2 separate regions of the Pan troglodytes genome follow, and region 2 is linked to region 1. A link is a contact called in public Hi-C data. All regions are on one chromosome and are shown on one strand. The core of a region is the stretch at or near the end of the contact, and the rest is flanking DNA. Distances in the headings are between cores, read along the strand shown. Region 1 overlaps CAB39L (calcium binding protein 39 like). Region 2 has its middle 19 kb from the start of RCBTB1.

What was found. A called contact is a pair of places that touch in the nucleus more often than the background predicts.
Region 2: a contact with region 1 is called in a Hi-C map of stem cell-derived neural progenitor cells, with 4 times the contacts expected there. The contact joins two enhancer-like sites. A contact is called at or near these places in 3 of 7 Hi-C or Micro-C datasets (induced pluripotent stem cells and stem cell-derived neural progenitor cells) and 1 of 1 other capture datasets (stem cell-derived neural stem cells).

What each region holds. Positions count from the first base shown.
Region 1 is chr14:54,903,525-54,910,244 of NHGRI_mPanTro3-v2.0_pri, forward strand. CAB39L (calcium binding protein 39 like) reads right to left here. Exons shown (of 11, transcript XM_001154198.5): 11 at 1-479. The coding sequence ends at 300. Among named protein-coding and RNA genes, the nearest start is that of CDADC1, 65 kb to the left of the region's middle. Within about 2 kb of position 3,562, at least 8 of the 24 cell types and tissues checked have an H3K27ac peak or open chromatin away from gene starts, as enhancers often do. A contact at or near this core is called in stem cell-derived neural progenitor cells, where this site is marked.
Region 2 is chr14:55,198,172-55,204,891 of NHGRI_mPanTro3-v2.0_pri, forward strand. No RefSeq gene overlaps it. Among named protein-coding and RNA genes, the nearest start is that of RCBTB1, 19 kb to the left of the region's middle. Within about 2 kb of position 3,215, at least 3 of the 24 cell types and tissues checked have an H3K27ac peak or open chromatin away from gene starts, as enhancers often do. A contact at or near this core is called in stem cell-derived neural progenitor cells, where this site is marked.

The DNA.
Region 1 (6,720 bases), core at 2,312-4,811:
CCCATTTAGCGGCTCATGGTGCCCAGGGGCTCACATCTGCAAGTTAAAATTGCTTTTATCAACATCTGATACAATGGTTCTGATTTCACATAAATAATCACAGACTTGACTAAAATGAATATATTATTCTAGGTTAATTTTTTTCCATTCAAATGTTTATACTCCATCTACCCAGAACAATTACAACAGAAAAAATAGGCACCTCCAAAGTCTTCCCAAGAATGATGACTTTCTGAAATGACACACTGTACAAATTGGACAAATGAGACGACTGACTGTGACAGGGGCCGGGGAGCTCTTCAAGGGGCCGTTTTCTTCAAGTCTCGGATCTGTTTAATCAAGTAGTTCTTCTCGTCAGCGAACTGCTCATCATCCGTCCTTTCTTTTTGGAAGCTGCTCAGAAACTCAATGAGTTTGGGCTGATTTTTTAACAGGATCTCCACAATAGGCTGTGTTTTGTGAGGACTGGCCACAAACACCTGAAACAAAAAGAAACAAATACTTAGGAGTGCAAGCCAGGGACCTCACCCACGCTACTCGCGTTTCATGCGTGACTGATATTATTAATGCATAGAAGCCCCTGACTCTAATTCTCAGTGAGGGTGATCAATACAGTCACACATCACATAACGACGTTTCAGTCAACAACAGACCATGTATACGACTGTAATCCCATAGCACCATAATGGAGCTGAAAAATTCCCATTGCCTTGTGATATCGTAGGTCAGTGCATTTACTCATGTGTCTGTGGTGATGCTGGTGTAAACAAACCTACTGCCCGGCCAGTTGCATAAAATTCAAGCCCATACAATTATGCACAGTGCATAATACTTGATAATCAACGACGATGGTACTGGTTTACGTATTTACTATACTATACGTCTAATCATTATTTTAGAGTATATGCCTTCTACTTAGTAAACAAAAAGTTAACTGTAAAACAGCCTCAGGCAGGTCCCTCAGGAGGTATCCAGAAGAAGGCACTGTTATCGTAGGAGGTGACAGCTCCATGGGTGTTATGGCCCCTGCAGACTTTCCAGGGGGACAAGATGTGGAGGTGGAAGCAGTGATACTGATGATCCTGACCCTGTGTAGGCCGAGGCTAATGTGAGTGTTTATGTCTTAGTTTTTAACAAAGAAGTTTAAAAAGTAAAAAATAAAAAACTTTAAGCATAGAAAAAGCTTATAGAATAAGGATATAAAGAAAGAAAATGTTTTTGTACAGCTGTATAATGTGTTTGTTTTAAGCTGTGTTATTGCAAAAGAGTAAAAAAGTTTTTAAAAAATTAAAAAATAAACTTTTTATAAAAGTAAAAAGTTACAGTAAGCTAAGGTTATTTTTATGTATTTATTTATTTATTTTTGAGACAGGGTCTCACTCTGTTACCCAGGCTGACGTGCAGTGGCACCATCATAGCTCACTGCGGACTGGAACTCCTGGGCTCAAGCGATCCTCCCACCTCAGCTTCCCCAGTAGCTAGGACTACAAGTGCATGCCACTGCACCTGGCTAATTTAAAAAGTTTTTCGTAGAGACAGGTCTGACTATGACTGCCAAGGCTGGTCTCGAATTCCTGGTCTCAAACAATCCTTCCACCTTGGCCTCCTAAAGCTGTGGGATTACAGGCATGAGCCACCATGCCTGGCCCTAAGGTTAACTTATTATTAAAGCATGAAAAAAAATTTTTATATCAATTTAGTGTAGTCTAAGCAGTGTTTATGAAGTCTACAGTAGTGTACGGTAATGTCCTAGGCCTTCGCATTCACTCACCATTCAATCCCTGACTCCCCCAGAGCAACTGCCAGTCCTGTAAGCTCCATTTATGGTAAGTTCCCTATACAGGTGTACCATTTTTTCTCTTTTATGCCATATTGTTACTGTTATCTTTTCTATGTTTAGATACCCAAATACCATTGGGTTATAATTGCCTGCAGTATTCAGTATGGTAACATGCTGCACAGGTTTGTGCTCTAGGTGCAACAGCCCACACTATATAGCCTAGGTGTGTGGCAGGCTCCACCACCTAGGTCTGTGTAAATGCACTCTGTGATGTTCCCACACAAAGGACATCGCCTAGTGAGCATGTTTCTCAGAACGACTCCCTGCTGTTAAGCGCCACAGGCCTGCACTTCACCTTTCCTATCACTCTCCTAAGTCACTAGCTAGGAGCACGTGGGAGCTATCTATGAATATTTCATATTTGACTTTGTTTTACTTTTAAATATTTGTTCTTAACTATAAAATCTTTCAAACAGAAAATAACATAACAAATCCAGTATACTTACCTCACAAATTGAATAGATTTTACCATTGTGCCTCAAGAGTCTCTTTTTAAACAAATAAAACATTACAAATGGAACCAAACCCTCACCTTCCACCTTTCCCCTCCCACCTCCAGCAGTGTGCCACCATCTCTGGGCACATTTTAATCCTTATCCTCCTATTACATAGATATTTAAACATAAACAACATATAGTATGAGTGAGCTTATGATTTTTAAACATAATTTATTTTTTGAACACATAATATCATCACCTAGTTCAAAATTCAAAAAGGACAAACGTGAATAGTCCTCCTCTCACCTTCCCTCCCTGGAGGTCACCAATGTCACTGTTTGTTACATATGTGAAGCTTTAAAAATTACAACTGCCGGGCCAGGCGCGGTGGCTCATGCCTGTAATACTAGTACTTTGGGAGGCCGAGGTGGGCGGATCATGAGGTCAGGAGATCGAGACCATCCTAGCTAACACGGTGAAATCCCATCTCTACTAAAAATACAAAAAATTAGCCGGGCGTGGTGGCGGGCGCCTGTAGTCCCAGCTACTCGGGAGGCTGTGGCAGGAGAATGGCGTGAACCCAGGAGGCAGAGCTTGCAGTGAGCTGAGATCGCGCCACTGCACTCCAGCCTGGGCGACAGAGTGAGACTCCGTCTCAAAAAAAAAAAAAAAAAAAATTACAACTGCCCAGGTCCTACCTCCCAGATACGTCAACTCAGCAGGTCTGTGATGAATGTCTAGCATTCTGTATTTCTATGAAGTTCCACAGAGATTCTTATGTGAACTCCTGGTGGAAACCACGATCTGATACTGACTGGTGCACTATTTTGTAAAAGACACACTCCTTAGTTACTGCTACATACATGACCAAATGACCAGAATGCAAATCAAAGTGTCTCTGAGCCCTACAGAGCTCTCTGGTGTGATGGTCTAGCCTCCTGCCTCTGCCTGGCACCCCCTCTGCCCATCCATCCCTGTCCCATAGCTGTGCAGTGCCCAACTCTACAGGGAACACACTACGAAAGGGCTTAGTTATGGAGCAGTGGGGGTTTCATGGCGAAGCCTTTAAGGTTCCTCCACCCTAGCAAGTGTGGGGAAGGAGAAAACTACCCTAGGATGTTGAGTACCAATGTGGGGAATACAAGACTGCAGAGGCTCCCATCCCAGGAGGTGGCGATGACATTACATTTCCGGGTTTGGAACAGGAAGGCTCATGGTGTGGGCGGCATGAGAGCTAGTCCATGAGTCAGGCAGAGAATGTTTACACGTGGTGGTAAGAAAAGCAGCATTCCAGGAATACTGAATTGTCCCACTGCAGGCTCTGAGGTGGGCGGGACAGGACGTGGGAGCAACAGTAAGAATGAGTAAGGGAACGTGGGAGCTAAGGCAGCGCCGGCTCTGGAACCTGGGTTCAAATTCCACCTCTCCTACATGTTAGCAGTGTGTCCACCAGCAAAGTTTTGTTATCTAGAAATAAAAGGACCTCTGCCTGTCTGGGTGGGGAGAATGTGCTGGAGAACATCAGCAGCTTCAGCACAAGTAAGTCTCCTGAAAGCCTTCTGTTGTCACTGTACGTGGGGAGTCGTGCTTGCTGGAGGCAAAGTGCCTGAACTGAATTCAAGGCCTCGTCACTGCCCCATCACCCTAATTCTGGTCAACTGTACACACGACCGTGGGCAGCCAGTTCATAGCCCTCCCAGCTGGTTGTCTTCATTCATGGGGCTAAGTGTTTCACACTCATCAAACACTTAACCCTCACAACAGCCCTGAAGTATAAGAGCTGTTATCCTCATCTGTTAATAAGGAAACAGGCTGAGTCATATTAATAAACTTGACCGCATAGTAGTATGGTTAACAGCGCAGATTCAGAAGCACACAGCCTGGGCCCAAATCCTAGCACCACCTCTTATTAGCTTTATGATTTCACAAAACTTGTTTACCTCTCTGTACCTCAGTTTCTTCATCTGAAAAATGGGGATGATAACAGTACCTGAGTGCCATTAGGTAACTGTGAGGCTTAATGAGAACAGTATATGTATTCTACTCCATGCATTCAAATGGTACATGGCACACAGCACGCACCATTCAAATGCATGGAGTAGAACACATACATTGTTGCAAAATTGCTTTTGCCAGGCTCACAGAACTAGCAAGGGCTGAAGCTGAGATTAATCCCAGGATGCTTGTTCTGAGAACTGATGAAATGTGACATTTTACCAGGTGAGGTTCAGAACTAGAAATCAAAGCCCACAAATCTGATACTCAGTTCATTTGGCCAATTTAGTTCTGAAATTGTTCATAAATATGATATATAAATTCTTCATGTTTCTGTTCTTTCCATCAAAGGTCATGGACTCACTCACACAGCAAGCGCTAAGGAATACAGAACCCTCTCTGGGAACACTGCACGTCCCTGTGGTCATGAGTGGCTCATGATGAGACAGTCTCTTGGCAGCCCACATGGCTTACTTACAGTGAGCCCACCGCTCAGCCAGGCCAGGGGACCCATAACAGAGAAGGAAAAGGGTTTCTTAAGCTTCTGCTTGGTGGGTCTACAGCCATGGGGTGACAAGGAGGAACTGACCTTTGACCTTCTGGGTTATAAAGTATCCTAGGCTCCTCTGAAACAACCAATGGGAAATAGAAATCACAAAGAAAATTAGAAAACACTTTGAGACAAATGAAAACAAAAACAAAATATATCAAAACTCATAAGATGCACCAAAAGCAGTGCCCAGGGGGAAATTTATAGCTATAAATGCCTACATTAAAAAAGAAAGATCTGGACTGGGTGCGGTGGCTCACGTCTGTAATCCAGCAGCGTGGGAGGCCAAGGCGGGCGGATCATGAAGTCAGGAGTTTGAGACCAGCCTGACCAACATGGTGAAACCCTCTGTCTACTAAAAATACAAAAATTAGCCGGGCATGGTGGTGTGCGCCTGTAAGCCCCAGCTATTCAGGAGGCTGAGGCAGGAGAATGGCTTGAACCCAGAAGGCGGAGGTTGCAGTGAGCCAAGATCGTGCCATGGCACTCCAGCCTGGGCAACAGAGCAAGTCTCCATCTCAAAAAAAAGAAAAGAAAAGAAAAGAAAGATCTCAGATTAGTAACCTAGTTTTATAGCTTAAGGAACTAGGAAGAGAAGAACAAACTAAACCAAAGCAACATAAGGAAGGAAATAATAAAACTTAGAGCAGAGATAAACAAAACAGAGAACAGGAAAATGACAGAATCAATGAACCCAAAAGTTGGTTCTTTGAAAAAAATTAATAAAATTGATAAACCTTTAGCTAGATTGACTAAGAAAAGAAAGAAGACTCAAATGCTAAACATTACTAATGGCCTTATAGAAATAAAAGGGGATTATGAGAGATGCTATGAACAATTATATACTAAAAAATTAGATAACCTAGATGATGACATGGCCAAATTCCTAGAAACATGCAGACTACCCAACTGACTCAAGAAGAAACAGAGAATCTGCAGACCTCTGACAAGAGATCAAATCAGTAACTTCCAACAAAAAAGAGACCAGGACCAGATGGCTTCACTAGTAAATTCTACCTAACATTTAAAGAAGAATTAACACAAATCTCTCTCAAATTCTTCTGAAAACTGTAAGAAATGGGAACACTTCCTAACTTATGATATGAGGCCAGTATTACCCAAATACCAAAGCCAGAGAAAAACAACACAAAAAAACTACATACCAGTATTCTCTATGAATAAAAATGCAAAAAATCCTCAACAAAATACTAGAAAACCAAGTCCAGCACTATATCAAAAGGATTCTATACCATGACCAAGTGGGATTTATTCCCCAGAAATACAAGGGTGGTTCAACATAAGCAAATCAATCAATGTAACACATCACATATACTGGGTTAAACTGTGTTCCCCAAAAAGATATGTTCAAGTCCTAATTCTCAGTATCTGTGAGTGTGATTTTATTTGGAAACACAGACTTTCTTTACAGATGTACTCAAGATAAGATGAGGTCAATACTGGCTTAGGGTGGCTTTACTCCAATGACTGGTGAACTCTGGACACAGAGACGCTTAGGGATATAGAGGAGAATGCCATGTGAAGATGGAAACAGAGATGCTTCTATAAGCCAAGGAGCACCAAGGACCTCTGGCAACCACCAGAAGCTGGGAGAGAAGCAAGGAAGATTCTCCCTGAGAGTCTCCAAAAGAAGTCAATGCTGCCAACACCTTGATTTTGGACTTCTGGCCTCCAGAACTGTGTTTTCTGTTGTTTTAAGCCATTCGGTCTGTGGTACTTTGTTATGGCAGCCTAGAAAACTAACACAAGTGTACCGCATTAGCAGAATATAGGGAAACCACATGATCTTCTCAATTGATACAGAAAAAGAGTTTGATAAAATCCAACACCTTTTCATGATAAAAACACTCAACACGGAGGCTGGGTGCAGTGGCTCACAC
Region 2 (6,720 bases), core at 1,965-4,464, 290 kb after region 1:
ATATATGAATAGCTTACAGTTTTACTGCTTCTACATGCAACTTTGTTTCCTAGACTTTCTCTAGCTTAAAAAAATCCTGCAGACAAGATCACCATTATATTGCTTGTGTTTTAAGTTCAGGGCTGTAGGCTTCTGGTTTGCAATACTGAGAGAAATGCTATTAATAGTATTCCTAAAGGCATAAAGCTTTCCTCCAAACCATGACTCTCGGACCAAGGCTCCTTTCATTTTGTGGCCCTGCCATCTTCAACAAGTGGTTTCCAGGGTCTTTGCAGAAGGGGAAAGAACAAGGAGGACCACCGTGGGAGAGCTGCGTGTGAGCTTAGCCTGGAAATAGCACGCTTCTCTTCCTTTTGTTACAGTAGGTAGTAGGCAGACATGAGCAGGGCAGGAAAGCACCCCCCTACCACAACCAGGAATGTCAGGAAACCATCAGGTAATGGTCAGGCGGTTGTTAACTGTCTCTCTAAAATAATAATTGGTTGCAGCCAGCGCCAGAGAAAGGCAGGCTCTCAATAAATAGAAAACACCCGAAACTGGTGATCAGCAGCTTCCTGGTAAGATCTCAGGAGTTGGGTGAGTGGGCTCAAGCATGAAAACTAAGGCAAAATGGCAGAGTTTAACCAGTATATGACCTTCCTCTAGAACACTCAACAGGTAAGGGAAAAACGCCTCAAGTGAGCATGTGCACGCTTCAGTAAACACACTGCACATGCGGCTCCTCCCAAGTGCTGGCAGGCCGGTGCGAATGCAGACAGCCCACCCCAAACGAAGAACTGGGAGAAGAGATGTTACCCGCTGGAAGCATGCCAGTGTATAAAGCCCCGAGTCAAAGGTCAAACTGTACACTTGAATCTTTCACGTTACCTGCTTGGCCCTCTTCCAAGTGTACTTTTTTAAAATTCCTGCTCTAAAACTTTTTAAAGACTTTCACTCCTGCTCTAAAACTTGCCTCAGTCTCTCCCTCTGCCTTATGCCCCTCAGTCAAGTTCTTTCTTCTGAGGTGGCAAGAATTGAGGCTGCTGCAGACCTGTACAGATTCACTGCTGCTAACACTTTCACATTCCACTGATCAGGACTCAGTTGCATGGCCACAGCTAACTTAAGTGAAGATGGAAAATGTGGTTTAACTGTTTGCTCAGGAAGAAAAAGAAACAGTTTAGTAAACAGTTGGCCAGTCTCTGCCATACATACGTTTTTCCCATTTAATCCTAACAACTCTATAAGATATGTGCAGTAACTTATCCCACTTTATGGATGAGGAAATTGAAATCTTTTTTACGTGTACAAATTTATGGGGTACATGTGAAATTTAGTTACATGTATATAATGTGGACTAATCAAGTCTCGTTTTTTTTGTTTTGCATTTTTTTTTGTTTGTTTTTTCTTTTTTTTGAGACAGGGTCTTGCTCATGGCTCACTGCAGCCTTGACCTCCCAGGCTTCAGCAATCCTCCTATCTCAGCTTCCCTGGTAGCTAGGACTATAAGTGCATGCCACTGTGCCTAGCTAATTTTTTTATTTTTTGTAAAGACGGAGTTTCACCATGTTGCATAGGCTGGTCTCTAACTCCTAAGCTCAAACCATCTGCCCACCTGGGTCTCCCAAAGTGCTGAGATTACAGGTGTGAGCCACCATGCCTGGAAAGAAACTGAAATTTTGATAGGCTGAGTACCATACCTAATACCTCACAGTTAATAAATGGCAGAACTCAAACTCAAACCTAGGCAGTCCAACTCCAGAAACCATATTCTTTAAAAAGCTACTGTAACATGACTGATATTCCTTTTACTGAAGAAGAATATTTAAGCCTTTTTTAGTTGTAAGAGGGGTATGATAATTATGGAACTTTAAGTAAATACAAACCCATCATTTTGGAGAAGATGATACTGAGATTTAGAGGCGGAATGTTCTACTGAAGGTTAAATCATTGCTGCCTATGTACCATATGATGTAAAGTAACATTTTTTAAAGAGAACGCAATCTTGGCCGAGCGCAGTGGGCCTGTAATCCCAGCACTTTGAGAGGCCGAGGTGGGCGGACCACTTGAGGTCAGGAGTTCAAGACCAGCCTGGCCAATATGGTGAAACCCCGTCTCTACTAAAAATACAAAAATTAGGCCAGGCACGGTGGCTCACACCTGTAATCCCAGCACTTTGGAAGGTCAAGGCAGGTGGATCACCTGAGGTCAGGAGTTCAAGACCGGCCTGGCCAACATGGAGAAACCCCGTCTCTACTAAAAATACAAAAAAAAAATTAGCCAGGTGTGGTGGCACATGCCTGTAATCCCGGCTACTTGGGAGGCTGAGGCAGGAGAATCACTTGAACCTGGGAGGCGGAGGTTGCAGTGAGCCAAGATCATGCCATTGCACTCCAGCCTGGGCAACAAGAGTGAAACTCCGTCTCAAAAAAAAAAAATTAGCCAGGCGTGGTGGTGGGCTCCTGTAATACCAGCTACTCGGGAGGCTGAGACAGGAAAATCACTTGAAACCAGGAGGTAGAGGCTTCAGTGAGCCGAGATCACACCACTGCACTCCAGCCTGGGGGACAGAGCAAGACTCTGTCTCAAAAATAAAAATAAAAAAAAAGAAAATACAATCTTCACAACTTAATAACTTATGTTATTCTTTCTAAAAATTAATTTCCTAAACCATGTAGTTTAATGTGATTTAATGTAGTTAAATACTAGCATTAAAACTTGTTTCTTGAAGGGCGCAGTGGCTCACACCTGTAATCCCAGCATTTTGGGAGGCTGAGGAGGGCAGATCGCCTGAAGTCAGGAGTTCGAGACCAGCCTGGCTAACATGGCGAAAACCCATCTCTAGTTAAAATACAAAAATTAGCTGGGTTTGGTGGTGCATGCCTGTAATCCCAGCTGCTCGGGAGGCTGAGGCACGAGAATTGCTTGAGCCCAGGAGATGGAGGTTGTAGTGAGCCGATATCGCACCACTGCACTCCAGCCTGGGCTACAGAGACTCTGTCAAAAAAAAAGAAAAGAAAAGAAAAGAAAAGCAGAAACTTGTTTCTTGATGAAGTTTGTTTTCCTGGGATCACACACAGATCTCCCACGGTGGTCCTTCTTGTTCTTTCTCCTTCTGCAAAGACCCTGGAAACCGCTTGTTGAAGATGGCGGGGCCACAGAATGAAAGGAGCCTTGGTCCCTGAGTCACGGCTTGGAGGAAAGCTTTATGGCGTTTAGGAACACTATTGTTTGTTGGTCCTGAAGAGGAAGTACTTCACAGAGCAAGCCTGCCACCATGTGGCACGGGCCCAAACCTAGCATCAGTTAAAGGTTCATTCTCATTTACTTTGTTGCCTCTGGTTCACTTACTAACCAATCTAGATTTAATGCTGTCTAATAAGAAATTAATACCCAGGTGTATTCTATAAGTTTAAGTAGTTTTTAATTTCAAGATACATTTCTTCAATTCTGAAATTATTGCAATATTTCCAAACTGGCTACAGGAGTGACCACAACATTTATAATATGATCCAGGCACATTCACAAGAGGACTACTTCAGTGCATCACAAACATGGAAACAAACTCAGCAATTTGTAGGATTTATCTCAGTTCACTCAAAAGTTGGTCAATGAACCAGATTAGAAGGCAGAATTCCGGCCAGGTGTGGTGGGTCATGCCTGTAATCACAGTGCTTTGGGAAGGTGAGGTGGGAGGATTGCTTGAGCCCAGGAATTTGAGACCAGCCTGGGCAACAGGGTGAGACCTTGTCGCTATAAAAAATAAAAAAATAAGAGGCAGAATTCCTTGGAATGGAAACAGGTAGTGTGAAGGACTGCCAAAAATGGATGAAAAACCCTCATGGAAGGAGAGTCAGAACTTAACAGTTTCCTAGAGTTTTAACACCGTATAAGCTCACTATGTTCTAGCATGCCAGGCTGACGTTTCCCAGAACTCTCTCTACATTTATCAAGACAGGAATGACATCGGAAGTTGTTTGCAAGACTATAGGTCTAGCAGGTGGCTAAGAGGAAGTCTGGTATTGCTGCTGCGTCTATTTTTATGTATTTATTCATTTATTTTTTAAGACGAAGTCTCACTCTGTTGCCCAGCCAGGAGTGCAGTGGTGCAATCTCAGCTCACTGCAACCTCCACCTCCTGGGTTCAAGCAATTCTCCCACCTCAGCCTCCTGACCACCTCCCAGGTTCAAGCAATTCTCCTGCCTCACCCTCCCGAGTAGCTGAGATTACAGGTGTGTGCCACCATGCCTGGCTAATTTTGTATTTTTAATAGAGGGGTTTTACCATGTTGGCCAGGTTGGTGTTGAACTCTTGGCCTCAAGAGATCTGCCCACCTCAGCCTCCCAAAGAGCTGGGATTACAGGCATAAGCCACTGTGCCTGGCCTTGGTATAGCTGCTGCTTCTAACACTTGCTTCTAATGATTGGTGGGTGGAGGCAGCAGTACTCATATTCTGATACAGTTATTAAATGTTCCTTTTTTTCTTTGGTCCTGTTACTACTTCTTTCTTTTTCTACCACTGCAAACTCTGAAATATCTATTACATGTAAAATGTCAACTATAACTCACCTGATTTCACTGTAGAAAGCAATTAAAAGGGAAAAATTGTATTTACTTGAGGGTGAAAAAAAAACCCCACATCATCCTTTTCTTTATGTTCCTTTTTTACACTGATATATAAACTTGTTATTTCCACCTAACTAAATTGATTCATTTAATCCAGTGACTGTGGTTAAATTGAAAAAAGGTTTGAAAAGAGGGGGTGTCTATGGAAACCCAAACTTCTTCACACTCCAGCTTTTTCACTACCTTCTCACCTCCCCAGCTTCTATATTTTTGCAAGCATGGGTATATATGTCCCAAGGCTGTGGTTCCCAGGGGCCAAAAGTATATGAATAAGCCTATATTATGTAAACCTTTCATCTTTTAGGACATGCTGTGCCTTCCATTTAGAGCATTTATCATCTCCATTCTGATCACCATGTAACCAGATATGATGGGCCCAGTGATAGCTTCCCTAGAAGCCTCATCACTCCTTGTTCTAGAAAGGTCAGGTGCAGATGGCCTGACTCAGCCCAGCTCTAGAGACTGGGACACATCTCTGGTTCTTGTTCCTTCTTCTCTTTGGCCTATGTGTTACAAATCAGCCTTCCTTATCATTGAAGTAGTATGTGTGGGCTTAGGAAAGAGATCACTTCCTTTTTCTTAAAGAGCTCACCATATGGTCTAATCTAAACTAGCTCAGCAGGATTCTATAGTGGGATCTGGGTTTTAGCGAAATTAAATGTGCTATTTAGATGAATATTGTCTAGATTCCCTATTTAAAGTAAAAATGGCTCCTTTCCATATAAAATAAATGTATTGTTTCTGTAAGAAATTTCTTACATTCTTTTCTCTAATCATCTCTTTGCAATATGTGATGGATATTGCTTTTTTTTTTTTTAAGAGGCAAGGTCTTGCTCGCATGATCATAGCTCATGGTGGCCTCTACCTCCTGGGCTCAAGTGATCCTCCCACCTCAGCCTAGCTGAGACTACAGCCTACCTGGGACTACAGGTGTGTGCCACCATGCCTGACTAATTAAAAAAAAAATTGTTTTTGTAGAGACAGGATCTCACTATGTTGCCCAGGCTGGTCTCAAACTCCTGGCTTCAAGCAATTCTCCTGTCTTGGCTTCCCAGAGTGCTGGGACTACAGGTGTGAGTCACTGTGCCTGGCCAAGTTATTGCTAAATATTAACTGAATTACAATTGATAAAAAATAATATCCCACTTATGTTCTAAAATATTCCAGACTAAAATATAACATCCTTAAATATTATTTGCTATTGTATACTAACCTTTACCTATGTAGCCAGATTTCACAAATCTTACAATATAAATTTTCCCCAAGTCTTCTCCATGAATTATATTCCTTTGTATATGAAGAAAAACAAATGGCAACTGCTGTTTCTTTGTATGTGCTCATAATTGAATTTAAGGGGTCCTCAAACTTATAAAGGATATCTGTCAAGAACCTAGAGAAAATATTACATTTAATGGTAAAACATTAGAAACATCACCACTGAAGTGATGTATGGATTTTTACAAAATATGGTCACAAATTCTTTGGCACCCCACCCATTGAGAGGTGGCATCTTTGTACCCTCCCTTTGAATTCGGGTAGACTTAACAATTTGCTTGCAACCAATAAAATGCAGAATAAGTGGTACACACTGAGAAGTGTGGCTTCTCAGGCTGGGTCAGAAAAGGTGACACAGCTTCCTACTTGTTCACTGGAACACTTGGTCTCAGATCCCTGAGCCTTCACATAAGTGGTCTGACTACCCTGAGAATGCCATGTTGGAAAGAGGCCAACTAACATGTAGAGGCCATCTGTAAGCACTCCAGTTGATAGTCTCACTGAGCCCCCAGCTGACAGCAGCATCAACTGTCAGCCATGTGAGTGAGCCATTCTGGACATCCAGCCTAGGTGAACCATCAGGTGACTTCATCCCCAGCTGACATCTGACTGCAGCTGCTTGAGATACCCTAAGTGAGAACAATGTGATCTAGCCCTTCTTGAAATCCTGACCCTCAAAATCATAAGCAAAACAAAATAATTGTTTTAAGCCACTAAGTTTTGAGGTAATTTGCTTCACAGCAATAGTAACAAAAACAGACAAGGATTAGGAAAGTATGCCCTCTGTCACTGCTGTTATTTAATATTCAACTAGAACTTATGGACCAATAAGTAAATGA